2 separate regions of the Rattus norvegicus genome follow, and region 1 is linked to region 2. Evidence: chromatin contacts called from public Hi-C data. All regions are on one chromosome and are shown on one strand. The core of a region is the stretch at or near the end of the contact, and the rest is flanking DNA. Distances in the headings are between cores, read along the strand shown.

What was found. Hi-C and Micro-C count contacts between places; a contact is called where the count stands out from the background.
Region 1: a contact with region 2 is called in a Hi-C map of liver, with 2.5 times the contacts expected there. The contact joins the promoter of Gata6 here to the enhancer-like site in region 2. A contact is called at or near these places in 2 of 12 Hi-C or Micro-C datasets (kidney and liver).

The regions. Positions count from the first base shown.
Region 1 is chr18:2,459,255-2,462,224 of GRCr8, reverse strand. Gata6 (GATA binding protein 6) reads right to left here and starts at 1,316. Exons shown (of 7, transcript NM_019185.2): 1 at 1,220-1,316; 2 at 1-619. The coding sequence starts at 582. LOC100909782 (a long non-coding RNA gene) reads left to right here and starts at 2,048. Exons shown (of 4, transcript XR_010059773.1): 1 at 2,048-2,189.
Region 2 is chr18:2,285,721-2,288,756 of GRCr8, reverse strand. No RefSeq gene overlaps it. Among named protein-coding and RNA genes, the nearest start is that of Mir1, 130 kb to the right of the region's middle. Within about 2 kb of position 1,511, at least 1 of the 93 cell types and tissues checked has an H3K27ac peak or open chromatin away from gene starts, as enhancers often do. A contact at or near this core is called in liver, where this site is marked.

The sequences.
Region 1 (2,970 bases), core at 67-2,566, 170 kb before region 2:
CACGCGTGTGGTGGGCACGTAGACCGGAGAGCTGGCTGCCGCGGCCGCCGCGGCCGCCGCAGCTGCGGAGTGTACGAAGCCGCCGGGCGCGCCGTCGTAAGCGGCGGGCCCCTGGCTGGACAGAGCGGCGAGCGTCTGGTACATTTCCTCCGGCTGCTCGGCCGCGAAGGGACTCAGCTTGGCGCCCCGGCTGGACCACAGCAGCTTGCTGGCGGTCGCGGCCTGATCGAGGTCAGTGAAGAGCAACAGGTCCTCCCAAGTCGACAGGGCGCTCCCGGGGCCAGCGACCCCGGGCGCCGCGGCTCCGTGAGCAGCGGCGAAGGGATGGGAAGTGTAGGGGCTGAGCAAGAGCGAGCGGCCCGGAGGTCCCGCCACCGCCTCAGTGTCGAGCTGCGGCGTCCTGCAGTTGCTGGCGCCGCAGGGACCACGATCCCCACCCCGGGAGCAGGAGGAGGAAGAGGACGAGATGGGGGAGAGCGGCGAGGAGGGCTCCCGCGCTGGAAAGGGCCCAGAGTCGCCGGCGTCCGCAGCAGCAGCCCCGAAACGCTTCGGCAGGCACCAGCCGCCGTCAGTCAAGGCCATCCACTGTCCGGCGCTGCTCCAACCTGACTTTTGGTTCCTAGGGTGGGATTGAGGAACAAGACGGGAAGACAGAAAAAGTGGACTTACTTACTGTCTACAAACATGCTTCACTCCCTCACCCAACCCTCTCCTAGTTTAGGGCATTCCTTAAACATCCTACTTCTGCCCCGTGTTTGATGGGTTAGAAAACAGTAATTGAAATTTGTGCAGCAGCCAAGGTATTCTGGACAACTAGGGTGCCTCTCCGTCACCCAGGACACGTGTCCCCGAGCCCTCCTATCCCACCCCTCCATAGCATCCATCCTCTCTGCAAAGCGCGCCAGAACCCAAGAGTGACCTCGAAGCCGGCCGGGATTTTCCTTCTGTCTCAGATTGGCTAACTCTGAGCCGATGATACGAAAGAATTTAATGTGTGTCAAGGCTGTCTCACCCTGCCTCCTTGTAGGCGCCCCTTTCTTGGGATGCCTCACTGAGAGAGTTCCGCGTGTAAAAATAGCTAGAAAAGACAACCTGTCCCCGAAAACGAAACCGCCGCTTTTTCTCGGAGCTTCCCGGACCTGCTGACCAGATCCAACGCGAGCTCCAGAAAAAGTTACCCAGCCCAGAGAAAGTGGGATGCCAGGAAAGTCGTAAGGACCTAGGAAACAGTGCTGGAAACCCACTCGGCAAAACCTCACGTCCAACCACGTCCAGGCCAACGGTACACCTTAAACACAGACCGCCTCACAACCACCAGCGCGCTCACTCAGGCCAGCCGGGCCACCCCCCCGGGCCACCCCCATGGTCAACCCCAGCGGGGAAAAGGCCAGATCGTGCAGGAATTGGACATAGTAGGGTGGAGCAGAGCACAGAGAAAAGGAGGGGGAAACGCAAGAGGGGAGGGGAGTGAGACCGCCCCAGAGCCGAGGCCACCCCAAAGGGGAGAGCAGGAAGAATGACAGGGAGACTTGGAGGGGGTGGGGAGCCAGGCAGGCCTCCACTGGGCTGCTTTTCCAAATCGCTTAGGCTCATCGGAGATAACCACACTAAAATTAACACACAGACCCGGGCAAGGTAGCAAGAAAGAAGTTTCTCTGCCCACTGGACTACAGGCTCCCGCCCCTTGGCGCTGTGATAACTCAGAGATAAGCTGCGGGCAGATAAGCACGGAAGGGGGGGACGGAGGGGGGAGGCTGGTCCGGAGTATCCCAGGAACCTCGGAGTCCCTGCAATCCTCTAGAGCGAAGGAGGGGACACCCTCGGAACCGATCACAGCCCAGGAAAGGCCACAGAGCTGGAGGCCCGTAGAGTTGGAAGGGAGAGGAAGGAGTAAACAAAGAAGGAAGCAGCCGAACCTCGGGCGAACGACGTGTGTGAAGAACGGCCGCGGCCGAGGGTGCTCCGGGACGCGGAGAGAGTCGGAGGGCGCCGGCGGGAGACCGAGAGTCCAGGGTCTGCTAGTCGCTGCTGGTGAATAAAAGGGAGAGAGGAGGCGCCTCTTACTGCTCTGCCGGAAAACTGCAGCCTGCGCTCCTGATTGGACTCACCGAGCCCTAAACAAACAGCGCTCGCCGAAGGGTGCCAGGCTGTGGGTCGGAACTGCTCTCTACAAGCTGCTGGGTGCGGAGGTGAAGAGAAGGAGGAGGGATCCAGGGGAGGAGAAAAAAGCGGGTGGGGAGGGGACGGGCAGGGGGAGGGGAGTGCTGCCCTAGCGGACAATAAGAGCTAGGCAGCCTGCGGGCGTGGGCTGAGCTCCTAGCCCTGTCCTCAGAGTCAGGGCGAGTCCGCCCCGGGGGCGCCCAGCTAGGGAAGGGGCAGCAGCATGCCTGACCTGGCCAGCGACCCATATTCATCCAGCGCTGGAACACATCCTCGGGTCCCCAGTTACACACACGCACACAAGCGCGCGCGCGCGCGCGCGCACACACACACACACACACACACACACACACACACACACACACACACACACACACGAGTCACACCCGGGGCAGAAGGGGGAGGAAAACTTGGCTTGGGAGAAGCTGGATCTTCATAGACCCGCACTGACCGCCGCCGCAAAGGGAAGGGCACGCCACCTCCTAGGTCAGGGCGCCCCCAAAGTCAGCGGTGGGGGGGGGGGCTGAGAGTAAATGCCCAACTGGCCCTCCTAGCTCCTCCTTCCAAATTAAACGCCCCCCCACCCCCTGGCGCTCAGTTGCTTGTAACCGACCTTAAACTTTCCCCACCCTATTTCGGGACGCTCAGGTCCTGAGGGTCGTTTGGGATCTAGGCTACGATCTGGGAAAGGTGTCCCTTTGTACTCCCTACCTCGCCCCGCTCTTAAAATTACAGAATAAATTCCTGGGACGTTTTGTAGAGTTCGAGACGACATACCCCAGCTAACCTTTTGGTTGTGGTGTACGGAAA
Region 2 (3,036 bases), core at 262-2,761:
GTGACCTGCCTCCCAGAGCAGGTAAGTTACAGGAAGAGGTGATTGTGAAGGTTCTAGGCGTGTGGCAATATTGATCAGCACAGTAGGAAAGGAATCAAGAGTTCACTGCAACAGAGCAACTTTGTTCAATATATTTTGTGCGGTGTTGGCTAAAAATGCTAACAAGTTCACCAGTTTCTTCTTAGACTTTTGCTTTGTTGAGACAGTCTCCCATGGCTCAGGTTGGCCTCAAGCTTCAGGCAAGCCTCCTGCTGAGCATATAAATGCACCTTGATGTCCTTGACCAAGGGGGCAGGAGAGTAGGGTTTTCTCCTTGGCTTGTCCTCAGGCTGAAGACATGCGAGCAAATGCTACAAGGAAAACTGTCAGCTGGAAACCAAACACTGGGAAATATGAATCCAAAGAGAGAAATTACTATCGAATTGCCACAGCAGCAAAGGGGCTGCACACAAATATATCCGCCACCAATGTATCAAAGTGGGTGCCACTGGCAATGTCAGAAAGCCCTGTGCATGTGCACACGTGTAAGTATATGACAATCTACTTACACACGTGTTTGTGTAGCCTGTGCCGAGCTGTGTTGTTCAGCCATACGTCTTATAAATTTCTCTTTCAGAAAATAATATCAAACAATTTTATTTTTATTTATTTATCTGTTCCTTTACTTTCGAGAGTCCTGCTGTAGCTCTGGTTGGGCTGAAACTAGCTATGAGTTCTGAGCTGATCTGTAGCTCACGGCACCTTTCATGCTTCAGCCTACCAAGTGCTAAAGCCACATGACTGAGCCACCTCGCTGGCTGCTCAGGAAACACTTTTTAAACAACCTCATTTTCAAGGGCCAGAAATCGGGACTAGCTGGATTCAGCCTTTGGAAGTCCAGCGAACAGCTCTCCTGCTACGCCCTGTCAGACACCAAGAGCCCAGTGAGCTGAGGCTGGCTGGAGGCGGCCCACCTCTGCCTGGGTCTTCCCCACTCTTGTCCCCTGGCCCCAGCAGCAGCCCATCCTGGGGCCTGAGCCAGGTACTTCCCTGAGCTTTCCACAGAGTCTGCCAGCAGCCCTCGGCTCCCAGATCTGTGTAGCATTGCTTCAGGGGAGAAAACAGCAGGTCTAGAGTTCTACCCAAGTGACTTGGCAACCAGAGAGAGAACTCTGCCCTGGCCACTGGGAAACACTGACTTTCTAGAGATTTCTGAGTCATGTGGGAGGAAAAACAAGTGCAGGTGCAAATTTTCCTATTCATATATAGGAAACAGAAGGCTGGGGGCTTAAAGAAAATACATTTAAATTCAAAATGAGGTAAATAGGACTCTCCTGAGAGAGTCCTCTGCCCATCAGTTCCAGGACCACCAACCAACCTCTTCCGCAGTGACACCCAGGACTCTACCCACAGAGAGTCCTCCACCCAAATGTGAAAGCATGTCAACTTTCCTTTCCCAGAGTGTCAGTCACACAGGGCATGGTGGCACATCCCTACAGTCACTGCACTTGGGAGATGGTGGCCGGAGGATCAGGAGTTCAAGGTCATCCGCAGTTATGTGCCAAGTTTGAGGCCATGGCCACACTGGCCTACATGAGGCCCTGCCAAAATAAAGCAAAAATGGTTCAGTCCTATAAATTGTTTCTTCTTTTGACCTTACAGGTCTTTCTTGTGCCCACCCCGAGGACCCCATTCCTAGTCCGCCCTGTTCACCAGCATGTGGCATCAGCCTGGCTTCTACAGTCACAGGCCAGGGGAAATTAAATCCATCTGTACTGACTTCAGTTCCTGTGCATTAGACCAAAGCCCGGAAGGCTCAGTGGCCAGCTAGAGGTGAGGGGAAATGGAACTCATTTTGATGATGAGGTCTTGGTGCTTTTTAAATTTGAAATGGAAAGAGAAAATGCTTTCGCTGGTGCAGTACAGCCATAAACATGTGCCCTTGCTTGTGGAGGTAAGATGTGAAGCAAACAATTTGCCTTTTTAATCACATTGACTACTTTCCATGACACTTTCACAAGGTGGTGCAGCCATCCCCACCACACTCCTCTGGAACATTCTCCCTCTCCAACTGAAACCCTAACAATCCCTACCCATGTCCTCCAGCTCCTGACAAGCACAATCCTGCCTTCTGTCTCTTTGGGGGCATGCAACCAGTCTTACAGAAGATCACGCAGCAGCTATCATCTGCACGATTGTTTCATTTAGCAAAAGCAGTTTTCAGAACCACCCATGCATGCTTTATGAGAATTCTGTCCCCTTTTCAGGCTGAATGTAGCCTACTGAGGACATAAGCTTTCAGATCTGTTCTCTGTCTGTGAACGTTTACATTGTTTCTCCTTTCAGCTGTCGTAACAAGTCTGTTATGGACATGAATCAGAATTTTGTTTGTGTAAGAGATTATTGCTGTGATAGTGGTGGGGAACTTTTTGGGTTTTTGTTTTTGGGGGGTTTTGTTTGTTTGTTTGTTTGTTTTTTAAAGATGAGATCTTAAACTGTCTGGGATCACTTTGAATTTACTATGTAGCTGAGGCTGGCCTGGAACCCATCACCCAAGTGCTGGGATTGCAGGATTGTGCCAACAACACATCTCAAATAGTGTGTGTGAGTGTGCATGTGACTGTATGTGTGTGTGAGTTTGTGTCTGAGTGAATGTGTGTGAGTTCATGTTAGTGAATTGTGAGAGTGTGTGTGATTATGTATGTGTGTGTATGTGAGTGAGTGTGTGTGCATTGTGTGTGTGCAAATGTGTGTATGTGAATGTATGTGTGCAGTTATATGCATGTGGAGGTTAGGAGGACAGCTTTGGAGACTCAGTCCTCTCCTTTTGGAGGGAGGGACTTGAGATAGGGTACCACTATGTATCCTTGTTAGCCTTGATCTCATTGAGATCTGGCTGTTTCTGCCTCCTGAGTGATGGAATTAAAGATATGCACACATTCCCCCACCCCCAGTGCCTCTTCTCTTCAACATAGGCCCCTGAGATTGGACTCAGGTGTCCATAGACTTGTGCTTTTGCCCGTGAAGCCACCTCACCAGGCCAGTAATATTTCTCAA